Linked DNA regions of Hordeum vulgare: all the other regions are linked to region 1. Evidence: chromatin contacts called from public Hi-C data. All regions are on one chromosome and are shown on one strand. Each heading gives the region's core, a stretch centred on a gene start, on an enhancer-like site or on the middle of the called end of the contact. The rest is flanking DNA. Distances are from core to core; before and after follow the strand shown. Region 1 holds the start of LOC123441390 (gibberellin receptor GID1-like). Region 2 holds the start of LOC123441379 (pentatricopeptide repeat-containing protein At2g30780-like). Region 3 holds the start of LOC123441401 (LEC14B protein-like). Region 4 holds the start of LOC123441369 (squamosa promoter-binding-like protein 9).

Region 1 (2,868 bases), core at 272-2,771:
GGGGCTGCGCGTCCTCGCCGCTCCGCAGGAACGGCTGCGCCTGCGCCCACTTGAGCGCCGTCCACCCGTCGTCGTACGCGCACGGGTACCGGTGCTCCGGGGCGCGCCGGTAGTTCACGGACACCACCACGCCCTTGCTCAGCTTCACCAACTGGCGGCAGAGGTTGTCGTAGATGGTGGTGCTGGACGCCGAGTGGGCGAAGCTGCCGCCGTGGAAGAATATGATCACCGGCAGCGGGTCCGGGGACGGCGCCCCGCTCAGGAACTCGAGGATGGGCAGGGTGAGCGCGGCGGCGCCCTCTGCGGCCGCGGCGTTGCCGGCGACGGCGCGGTAGATGCGCGCCTCGAGGCCGACGGAGTGGTCGATGACGTGGTCGAAGGAGGAGACGCCCTCCACCGGCTTGGGGTTGGCGGGCACCCGGCGGTCCATGTACTCGGCGAGGTCGCGCTCGAAGGTGCCGTCTGGGCGGCGGAGCATGTGGTACGACACCTTGAAGTTGGAGATGAGCACCCATGTGTGGAGCGGCACAACCGTCTGCACAGCACGACAGACCCAGCAGCAACAGTGTGAGAGTGAGACCACCACACCAGCAAATGGAAAACACAATCACACACACCTCGCAACGAAACCAAACCCAAACCAAAAACCAAACCAAACGAAACGAGGAGCTGTTTTGCGCTCGGACAGGAGCGCAATGCGAGGCGCCATGTTTCGGCCGCGTCTTGCTAGAAAAGATGCAAGCTTTGCGCGGGCGCTCTGCGGCAAAGGCGCGCGCGCACACGGATGGAGGGATGGATGGATGCGGATGAATGATTTGTTGCTTGTTGGGTAGCTGTATTAGTATCGGCCCCCGCCTAAAACAACGGAGGCAGGCGAGAGGGGAATAAAATTGGGATCGAGCCCAAAGGGGAAACAAAGGCAGCGACGGAGCGAGAGAGAAATCCCCCTTCCCTCCCACCGTAAAGCGGCGAGGCGGGGCGGGGGCACAAATCAAGAATCGCGCGGCGGCGCCCACACGGAAGAAGAAGGCCCGGAAACGAGAACCCAAACACAAACGCAAGGACGGACACACATGCGCCGCTGGCGCCCCGAAACAGGCGCCAAACAAAGGAGGAGGAGGAGGAGGATGGAAACGGACGGACCTTGCACTCGTTTCGGTTGACCTCGTCGCTGCCGGCCATGTCGGCGCTGCCTCCTGTCGGCTCTCTGCTCTCGGCTCTCGGCTGCTAGGAGCAAGATCTCCCCGGGGGAACGAAGGATGCCGCTGGCTGGCTGCTTGGCTCACGGCATGGAGCCCCCAAGAAGCGCGAGGAGGATCCCGCCCACCGAGTCCGGCAGGGGCCCAGCCGCCGGCGATCCGAATCCCCCTCCCTAGCGGGCACCTCGAGCCAGGAGAAGGCAGCCAACAGTGGTGCGAGGGAGTAGGAGGCTCGAAAGGTCGAGAGGGCTCGCTGGTGAGGCGAGTTGTGGCGTGAAGCACAGGGAGACGGATGCAAGGGGGGTGCGGGGCAATGGAAATAGGGGGAGTGGGGAGGGGGAGGGGAGGGGAGGGGAGCGGACGGGGGAGACGACAAAACCGGGCGGCTCAAAAAGTAAAACTTGTGTGTGCGGGGCCCTCACCCCCACTTGCCTAGCCAAGCTGCCATGCCAATATGGTTATTTTTTCTTCTCTCTCTCTCTCTTCTCTCTCCTGGTCTCTTTGTTTTGTTTATTGTTTTGGACGGTCTCGGGGCGCTTGGATGGATGCCTGCCTCTGAGAATTGAGAGCTCCCTCTTTTCTTTTTCTCCTCCGTCCCATCTTTATTTTGCGTTTTTTGGCACTTCTCTTTTAGACGCGGCAGAGAAGAAGTGGACGAACTGTTAGGTGCACCACATCATGGACGGCTCTCATGGACGTACCCTACGTGCATCTTGTGTTCCCCGCATCTTCAAGCTCACAAGATGTTAGCTAAAATTAAGCAAACTCGGCTTAATTTTGTCCAACCTTGTCCATCTCCCGGCTTGATTTTCAAGTCCCAAGTGCAGCATCTTGGCCCCGATCTAGCCCCGCTGCCGGCCTTGACGCGGCTACTTGGGATTTTTCAACGGTTTTCCGGCTCCGTTTTCCGCTCGCACATTCATATTAGACCGAACGCGTAAAGGTCAGCGTAGCATGTACGTTCTGGAGCGCTACGTTACCCCCTGATGGATGGATGGATGGATGCGGGGGGAAGAAAGCACCGTCTTGACATTTTGCCAAAGTACAAGGAATCTAACCACCGGGTTTCCTGCTGAGAGAACGGGTTTATTTATAGTGTATACAACAATAATGGCGCGACAAACAACAATCACAAGGTGTGGGCCGGCCATTCCCTGATCTTGATTTTTCATCTGTCTAAAGCATCTATACTGCTACTATCCCGGTACACCACCGCTATACTGCTAATTAAAATTGTGGTGCTGCCCTGTATTCGTTTCACATGGCCGCGGGCCGCCACGTCCAATATTCAACTCCTCCTGCCGGCCCGGCCGGCAGCGGCGCCGGCGTTCCTCGTCCACCGTCCGTCACCACCGGTACGTGGCGGCCTCTTCTCCGTTTTCGCTCGGCCAATGGTCGCACCCGCCATGGATTACAAGTAGTAGCAGCAGCAGCTTAACCGCGTTCAGCCATGGACTGACGACCGGCGCTAATGTAGGTCGTCGTCCCCCATGTCAATGCGCCAATCGCTGGATTAGTTAAACCCAATGGCTGCCAGTTGCCGTTGGTGAGTTTGCTTTGGGGGATACAACTCCTGGAAAGTGGACTGGTGGTACGTAGGAGTATATAAAGTTCGTGGTGTGTGTGCGTATAAAATGGTTTCCCTATTGGAACCACTTGATGACAAGCA
Region 2 (3,022 bases), core at 93-2,592, 300 kb before region 1:
AGCTTATCTGGTATAGGCTATCCAAAGTCAATGAATGAATCTCAACCCAGCGCGGCTCTCGTGTTGATGTTCTTTGCAATCTCTTCAACTGCTTCAAGATGCTTAACAATGAAAGCTGCCAAGATACCTTTGATCGCCTCACTGACATTTCAAATGAACTGCAAGCACTGGGAGTTCGAGACATCACTCACCATGAAGTTGTGAAGAAACTGCTAAGATCTCTTGATCCATCATTTGATACACTGGTTCTCATGATTCAAGAAAGAGGAGACTATAAGATGCTTGATCCTGCTGATATACTTGAAAGACTCAATACCCATGAATTCCAACACGAAGAAAAGAGAGATCTGTATGGACCAAGCTACTCAAGACCTCGTGCATTGAAGGCTAAAACAATTTCCTCATTTGAAGAAGAAGACTCGGATTGCAGCATTGGTGACCCTGAAGAACTTGGACAGGAGTTTGCAATGCTCGTGAGGAAATTTCAGAAGTTTACAAAGCGTGGCCAATTTGGTAAATCTTCAATAAAAGATATGAGGAAATCAAAATCTTCATATGAGGACTACAAGAAAAGAACCTGTCACAAATGTAAGAAATCTGATCACTACATAGCTGACTGTCCTCGTTGGATGAAAGAATCAAATAAAAAGAAATACAAGGATGAAAGTTCTGATGACTCGAAAAAAGAACAAATCTTCAAAATCCTCATCCTCAACTTTTTTTTTTAAATTTGATGAACTCCTTTTAAATTCGATGAACTATTTTTCAAAACCTGTGAGTTTTTTTTTCAAATTTGATGAACTCGTTTCAAATATGATGGCCTTTTTTCCAAAATCAATGAACTTTTTTCAAAATTGATAAACTTTTTTCAAAATTCGTTCAATGTTTTTCAAAATCGTGTTTTTTTCCAAAATTGATAAACTTTTTTTAAATTCAGCGATTTTTTTAAAATTCGATGAACTTTTCTAAAATTTGAATGAGCTATTTTAAAATTCGTGAACCATTTTAGAATTTTTTTCGATTTTTTATGTTTTTTTTCTGGTTTTCCAAAGTCAACCGTTCAAACGGCGACCACACGGAGCGGGGAGCGTTAGGAGTGGGGGGCGCGTCGCTCCACTGGGCCGGCCTAAATCTGAGGTACTGCGGGCACCAGTTCTTTATCGGGCGCCTGCAGCGCCGATTAAGGGCTCCCAGGCCATTCAGGCCCGTCAAACGTACTGTGTTTTGCAGGCCTCAGGAGGCTTTCGTTAACCAGGGCACCAGGCCGGGCCAAGCCTTCTCCAAGTTGTCAGCTTGGTCCAGTCCAACGCGAGACAGGTCAGGTGATGCAAAAACGCTACGGCGAGCTGGCCGCCTTTGCCCCTCTTCTTCCTTCCCCAATATACCGATCCCTAAAACCCACCGCGCCGCCGCCGCCGCCGCCGCCGCCGAACCCCTCCTCATCCTCCCATGTCCCGCCACCCCGCTCGGCACTTCCTCCCGTTGCTTCGCCGCCGCCACCTCCACCGTTCGGTCCATCTCCCCTACACATCCGTGCCCATTCCCCCGGACGCGATCCCCTCCACCTCCATCCCGTCGTCCCCGTCCCCGCCGCCGTTTCATCCCGCGCCCTGGCCGCAGTGGTGTCCCCCCAGCTCCACGCCCTTCCCGCCTTTCACGGCTTCCCACCTCCGCGCGGCCGTTTCCTCCCTCGCCGCCTCTCTTCTGGCTCTGCCGGAGGCGGATCCCGACCCCCTGCCCGCCCTCCACGCCCACTCATTCCCCACCCTCCTCGCGGTCTCGCCGCTCGCCTCCCTCGAGCTCCTTCCCCTCCTCCGCCTCAAGCCCCATGTCGGCCTCGCGGTCTTTTCGTTTCGCCGCACGCTTTCGCCGCCGCCCACGCTCCCCGAGTTTGTCGTCGCCATCTCGCTTGCCAGCCGCGCCCGCGACCCCACCGCCGCGGCCAACATCTTCACCGATGCCTCCAGCGCCTACTGCCCCGACCAGGCACTCTACAATGCCCTCATGTCCGCCTACATGCACAGTGGCCTTGTGAATTGCTGCGTCGAGGCCTTCCACGCCCTGCAGCGTGATCCACGGTGTGGCCCGCCCAATGCGGACTCCTACAACATCCTCATCGCTCTCTTCGGTCGCTCCCTCCTGGTCGACCACATGGAGGCCACTCTCCAGTCGCTGGATGTCTCCGGACAGCCCCGTACAATTGGCACCTATAACGCAATCATCGCTGGCTATCTCACGGCATGGATGTGGGACAAAATGGAAGCAGTGTTCCATGAAATGATTGCAGGTGGAGTTGGTCCAGACACCACTACGCATTTGTTGATGTTAAGAGGTTACGCACATGCTGGGAAGATTTATAAGATGGAGCTGGCTTATGAGCGTGCTCGTGAGCATGCTGGCGAGGTTGATATGGTGCATATACGTGCAATGCTATGTGCTTATTGCAAGTTTGCACATGTAGATAGGATTCAAAAGATCGAGGAGCTGCTTCTGAAGTTGCGTCCTGAGGATTATAGGCCCTGGCTCAATGTGTTGTTAATTAGGGTGTATGCAGTGGAGGGTTTGGTCGAGGGGATGGAAAGAAGGATCGCTGAAGCATTGGAACACAATACCACAGTCACCACAACACAGGTGATGCGGTCCATCATAACCAACTATTTCCAGTGTGACGCTGTGGACAGACTCGCACACTTCGTCCGGCAGGCTGAAGGGGCTGGATGGAAACTGTGCCGGAGTTTATACCACTGCAAGATGGTGATGTATGGGAAGAACCATCGACTGTCAGAGATGCATGGGGTGTTGGATGAAATGGAGTATTTTAGGTTTGACCGGACAAAGAAGACCTTCTGGATTATGCACAAAGCATATTCAAGTTGCGGAAGAAGATCCGAGGCCGATACGATACTTGGCTTGATGTGGAAGTACGGTTTTGGATCCCCTTCCGGCGTATTTGTTCAATAACATGTGAGTACACACCTCTATTCTTATTGCATTGACTGATATTCATAAATTTATGTTATTT
Region 3 (2,938 bases), core at 16-2,515, 360 kb after region 1:
GAACCGCGTATCATCTATTAAGTTGCATCCTAGATTGCATTTTAAAAATAATGAACATGTAAAATAACGCCATATTCAAATTCTACACATTTTTCTAATCAAATTTCATATATAACATGTTAAAATTAGAGTTACAGTTTAAGAAATATGTTTATTTAAATATATATTAATTCTTAATAGATGCGGGATGATTAACACATATATTAGGGGGTTTTGCGTAAAATATAAAAAAAGTTCGCCCCGAGTTATAGAAGAATTGCATGTTAATTATTTGAAAAGACAGGGACATTTTTATAAAAACACCATAACGTACATCCATAAGTAGTATCTGTTTTATTATTAAGTAGAGAATTGGTCACAACTAGGCTGATTAATAATAATCGATCTAGCTAAGGCCGATTAGTGACAAATATTAGGTAGAGAATTGATCAAGGCTAGGCTGATTCTCCCTTAATAATAAAGCGCGCAGCGCTTCTGTCGTACGTCGTCGGCTTTTTTGTAAAAACACCCCTTGCTTTTCCGGTATTCAACCCGTAGTACGTTTTAAGTCAAAAAACGAATCGTTTTTTGCATTTTTTAGAAACCCCCCTGATGTTTCAGGTAATCAACCCGCAGTCCGGATTTAAGTCAGAAAACGAATCATCTTTCTTTCATTTGTCCGAAAACCCCTGATATTTTAGGTAATCACCCCGCCCTCCGTATTTTAACAAAAAACCCTAACTTTTCAGTTAATAAATCCACATTTTATCTAAAATAAAATTGTCCATATCTTTTAAACCGTAACTCCGATTTTAACATGTTATATATGAAATTTGATTAAAAAATATGTAGAATCTAAATAGGATGTTATTTTTAGCTGTTGAATACTTCTTAAATATTATTTTTGCTGCAAACTTAATCTGTGGTGCACGGTCTTTTTTTCTCTCTCTTTTCAACGACGATACGAATTGCAATAAACATCCATTAAATTAAACCAAATTGAGAGGAAAGAAAACATGTTAACAACACATGCACACCTTTAGAAAACCTCGTGGGGAGAAACAACATATTTCTCATCTTATTCCGAGTGACTGTATATTCAAACGCGTTTTTATTGTGTGAGCACTAAAGCCATCATCGGCAACACAAATATAATGTCATATGAAAATATATTGCGTTCAGAGCGTATGTTATTTTCTCTTCTGTTGCAACGCACGGGCGAGCAACGCAGCCGGAGTCATACGGCCACCGACCGGCCCGTTCTTGTAAATGGGTCGGCGGTTGGCAAGCGGTGGTTGTCAGCTAGTGGGACCGACTCGAGAAAACGGGTGGCAAAAATCTCCTCGCCGCAGAGCACGGCGGAGAGAAGCAGCCCCCAACTCTCAAGCGTCCAGTGAGCGACGACGGGAGAATCGCCGCGAGCTCGATTCCGCCGCTCCGGTTCGATTCATTTCTGCGGCCACCTGCTCGTCCTCCCTCCTCCCGATCAAACCAGTCCCTCTCCGTCCCTGCTCGGTTAGCCCCGTCCATCGAGTTCCTTTGTTGTTTCTGTCTGAGTGACTGGGCTTAGGAATTATGAGATGTGGTAGCGCTACGGGAGAAGCGCGAGACGAGGATAGGTAGTAGGTTAGCACCCGCAGCTCCTGCTATGCTAAGCCGCCGCCAGTGTTTGTGCGATGTTGCCGGCGTAGTCATCGCTGACCGCAGCATCTCGCTGCCGCCTGTTGATGTACTTGTTGTGGCGTGTCACGTTCTTCTCCTTAATCTGTTGTATGCTTAGCTGAAGAAACGTGCAGTTTTTTTCCCTTAGTATTTTGGTCTGACGGCTTCAACAATTTCCTTTTACCCTTTTTTGTAGCTTAGAGTGCTTGAGTTTATGTTGAAGTTTGCTGATTTTGCACTATCGAAATTGGTAGGAGTAGCTGAGAGCTGCCTGAAATAAGGGAAATACTCCCTCCGTTGACAAATATAAGATGTTCTAACTTTTTTGTGAATCGGATGTATATAGACATGTTTTATCACTCATTTCAGTCCATAAGTAGTCCATAACTCAATATTGAAATATCCAAAACATCTTATATTTGTGAACGGAGGGAGCACTATGGAGGCAATGCAAGATTCATTGTCTGTTCTTGGTCCCTGTGTGATAACTTTTACCAAGCAGAGAACATGTACGTGCAGAATACATTATGTGATAAAACCCGTGGTATCATGCTCAGTTGCTTTGGCTACAACTTTCAGCTCTGAATATCTCCTTCATAGGACATTGCTAAACTGAGCCTTCCAAGTTGTGTAATGCTGAGCTGAGTTCTTTGTAAATTTAATTCGATTTGTTGGACAATTAAGTACCTCCTTTCTTAAAAGGGGATAATTAAACTATTGTAGGGAGCGAGCACATGTTCTTTGGGTTGGTGTTAGTTGGGGTTTGTATATTCAGTTACTTGTAGCACATTGAATAATCATGGTAAACATATCTTGCTCTTGTCAAGCATATAACTCTTATGCAGTGTATGATTTTACCTACTCACTCATTCTCATAATTCTTTTTTTTGGGAACTTCTTCAGTCTCCAGAAACAAGCTTTGGAGTCTACATTTCGATGAGCATTTGGAAGGAGAATTGATATACATATAGCAGTTGAAAACGATGGGTTATGGCATGAGTAGGCTGCATGAGGGATACAGTGAACATGAAGGGCAGAATAGTGATGGATCTAGTTCAGTCGAAGTGAATAATGACTTCTCAAAATTAAATAATGATATTTTCCACATGACTCGACTAAGATCAGGACCTAGTGAAAGCATCCGCAAGTCCATGGATAGAGTCTCAGTAACTAGGTTGTTACGTGGAAGGGAAGTTAACTCTTCAGGAAATGGAAAGTTTTCTCCGGTTGATCGTGCATTCGTTCTTGGTCATTATCTTCCAGTGGATGGTCCTGAAACAGTGGACAGGATGGATTC
Region 4 (2,820 bases), core at 197-2,696, 380 kb before region 1:
GAATATTTTTGGCGGGATTGCTTTCAATTGAATTGCAGGGGCTCATACATCAAATATTGCATGTCACCGCACTAGTATAGCCTACTACAAGAAAAAAAAAACTCTAGCATGGTAGTCTAGTGGTTTTTCACATAATTACTTCATTACAGCTACAAAGTTGTGCTCCGGCATGTCTTTCGTGATAAGTTTAAGCCAAACAAAATATAATTAATGCATAAATCTTGAAGAACACTCAAGACAAATCAACCGTGACAGCATATGCCTGAGGAACTCTACTCAAAAAATAAAAAATGTAGCGGTTGCACTAGTCCTTAACTCGACAAATTCAATGAAGGAAGCTGGAAATAGTGATCCAACGACCTGCCTTATCGAAGAACTACAACTAAGTCAGGGGATGAAGACTGTACAAACATTTCAAGTATTCAATTGTGTATCCTAATAATAACAATGGGTCTTGTACAAACTTATATTCAGCAACTAACAAGGGGCAAATGTAGCTTACTTGCCGCACTGCTGGCAGTAGCGCTTCTGGACGCCATCGAGCATGACGGCAGACGCGTGCGCGCAACGCAGACACACCCGGTGCCGCTTGTGGTACCCTTTCAGCTCCCGTATATCCGCCTCACAGCCCGGCACTTGGCACCTCATTTCTGCTGCTCCCCCACGGGCAGCCACTCCACTGCCACTGCCACCACCACCAGTTTTGACTACCGCCCCGCTGCTACCCCGGCTGGCGGCCTTGGGCTTCTTCCTCGGACCGGCAAGCACCTCCGCGGCAACCTCCTCGACCTCCGCGGCGGCCGCCATCTCATCCAACTCGGGGCACGCACAGGGCACAATCCCCGCGAGGTAGTTAGGGCACACCAGCCGCGGGTCGCGCTTTCTGACGCCGCGTCTGCTTGCCCCGGCCTCAACAGATGGAGACGGTGGCGCAGGCGCCGGCTCCACTGGCTGCGGCGGAGGCGGGGCAGGGAGCAGCGCCGTCTCGGTGGTGGGATCGCCCTCGATCCCGAGTGGGTCATCCCACGGGAGGAGCAGGGAATCGTCATCCGGGATGGCGAAGTCGAGGAGGTTGTCCCAGTCCCAGACGGGTTCCCCCGCATCGGCCGCCGCGCCGCCCCCGCCGGAGTCGGAGGCGTCCATTTCCTGGGAACTGGAAACCGCGACCACGAGCCAAGCCCTAGCCCCAAAAACCCGGCGCGCGCGCGCGACCCAATCGGCTCTCGCTACGCTGGGTCTCGTTCGCGGTTCCGCGGAGGCGTCGGGCGTGGTGGGGAGGGGGGAGAAGGCGGCCGGCGACGCGACGAGGGCGGGCGAATTGGTCGTCTCGTCGCGGGAGGAGGAAGGAAAGGCTTTGGTAATGGTAGGTGAGCGGCGTAGGGCGGCCGGGGCCAGTCGCGCTACTGCTGGCGCGTGGGCCCTCGAGTTCGGCGTGCCGCGTGCGGTTGGTGACGGCGTGACGCCGTGACGGAGAGCAGGTGCTGCTGGCGCAGTGCGGGTGTTTGGCGAGTGGGCGAATCTTCAAGCCACAGCGACGGAGGCGTGGGTCCTACCGTGTCAGCGAGCGGGGAGGGGTCGACACGCACGCGCTGACCCCCGTCCTGTTGCTGCCGTCGCGCGACGGCGGATACGACAGCGACCGCCGGCCATTGGATCGGTATCTGGGCGGTGGGGATCGGATTGGGACGCGGGCGGACGGGAGGGGTTGTGCCGATATGGTCTCATCGTGTCGACACGGTCTTCCTTTTTTTTTCGAGAAACAGTCTGCTTTTTTGTTGGATGGATGGACGCTGGAATGTCTTCCGTTTTGAGAGTGTTTTTTTCCCGTTACCCGAGTTTTTTCCTTTTATAAAAGGGAAAGAACCATCATGAGAGTGCCTTTTAAAAAGAAAAAGAAAAACTATCGTGAGAGTTGACATTTTCTTTTTTTTTAGGGGAACGTGAGAGTTGACATTGGGCTTCGTGTTATTAGTGTTTACTACATTCACGGATAAGGCACAAGCTTCATCGTTTTTCTAGTCCGAGCGCTGACAAGTGCACAGGAACGGAATATTAGGGCGTGCTCATGCCAAAATTCATTTCTGAACCCAAACTCATCTAAAATTAAAATAAATATTAAAGTTTTAAAAATGTAACTTTTTATAGATAATTTGATGTGTGAAGTTTATTTTAATTTTCGAATCATTTGGACATCTGAACAGCTCTTGGCAAAAAAGATAAATTCGAGGTCATTAAAAAAGTGTATTTGTTTTGACCCGATTTGTTTATTTTGCTGAGAGCTGCTAATTTGTTCAAATGATACAAATATTGGAGCGAACCTCACGTATCAAATTATCTATCACTCGAAAAAAAATGATTTTTTTTTTATTTTTAATATTTATTTTGAATTTTTTACCATATGAGTTTGAGCACCGAAACGTAGTACTCATGCGCATGTACGATCTCAAGTACTTAGAGCAACTCCAACCGGGCAACCCATTTCGTTCGCGTGTTACGTTTCGGTCTCGGTGCACAGAAAACACGGCCCAACGCGACGACCCAAATTTAAGTCGCATTTGCGTCGACGTGGACACGAAGCGGACACGCGCCTCGCCCGTGTGCTCATTCCCCTTGCCCGCGTGTCGATGACACAGTCTCGCCTTTTTTATCCCCTTCCCCCACCCGTCACCCGCAAGTGCACAAATCCTAGGACAGCGTCCATTTTCCCGGCCACCTTGCTCTCCAACCGCCTCCCTCCTTCACCCAGCAACACATCCACCTGTGGGGTACCTCCTTCGTCCCAGTGTAGGACGTCGAGTGGTGGATCTACGGCGGCAGCGG

What was found. A called contact is a pair of places that touch in the nucleus more often than the background predicts.
Region 2: a contact with region 1 is called in a Hi-C map of leaf, with 7 times the contacts expected there. The contact joins the promoter of LOC123441379 here to the promoter of LOC123441390 in region 1. A contact is called at or near these places in 4 of 6 Hi-C or Micro-C datasets (leaf and seedling) and 1 of 1 datasets of contacts at active chromatin or transcription factors (embryo).
Region 3: a Hi-C map of seedling shows a contact between it and region 1, with 7 times the contacts expected there. The contact joins the promoter of LOC123441401 here to the promoter of LOC123441390 in region 1. A contact is called at or near these places in 3 of 6 Hi-C or Micro-C datasets (leaf and seedling) and 1 of 1 datasets of contacts at active chromatin or transcription factors (embryo).
Region 4: a contact with region 1 is called in a Hi-C map of seedling, with 9 times the contacts expected there. The contact joins the promoter of LOC123441369 here to the promoter of LOC123441390 in region 1. A contact is called at or near these places in 1 of 6 Hi-C or Micro-C datasets (seedling) and 1 of 1 datasets of contacts at active chromatin or transcription factors (embryo).

What each region holds. Positions count from the first base shown.
Region 1 is chr1H:415,084,411-415,087,278 of MorexV3_pseudomolecules_assembly, forward strand. LOC123441390 (gibberellin receptor GID1-like) reads right to left here and starts at 1,522. Exons shown (of 2, transcript XM_045117851.1): 1 at 1,144-1,522; 2 at 1-535. The coding sequence starts at 1,182.
Region 2 is chr1H:414,780,424-414,783,445 of MorexV3_pseudomolecules_assembly, forward strand. It overlaps LOC123441379 (pentatricopeptide repeat-containing protein At2g30780-like), which reads left to right and starts at 1,343. Exons shown (of 2, transcript XM_045117844.1): 1 at 1,343-2,709; 2 at 2,711-2,857. The coding sequence starts at 1,450. The coding sequence ends at 2,758.
Region 3 is chr1H:415,439,782-415,442,719 of MorexV3_pseudomolecules_assembly, forward strand. It overlaps LOC123441401 (LEC14B protein-like), which reads left to right and starts at 1,266. Exons shown (of 12, transcript XM_045117856.1): 1 at 1,266-1,494; 2 at 2,545-2,938. The coding sequence starts at 2,625.
Region 4 is chr1H:414,707,841-414,710,660 of MorexV3_pseudomolecules_assembly, forward strand. LOC123441369 (squamosa promoter-binding-like protein 9) reads right to left here and starts at 1,447. Exons shown (of 10, transcript XM_045117839.1): 1 at 503-1,447. The coding sequence starts at 1,143.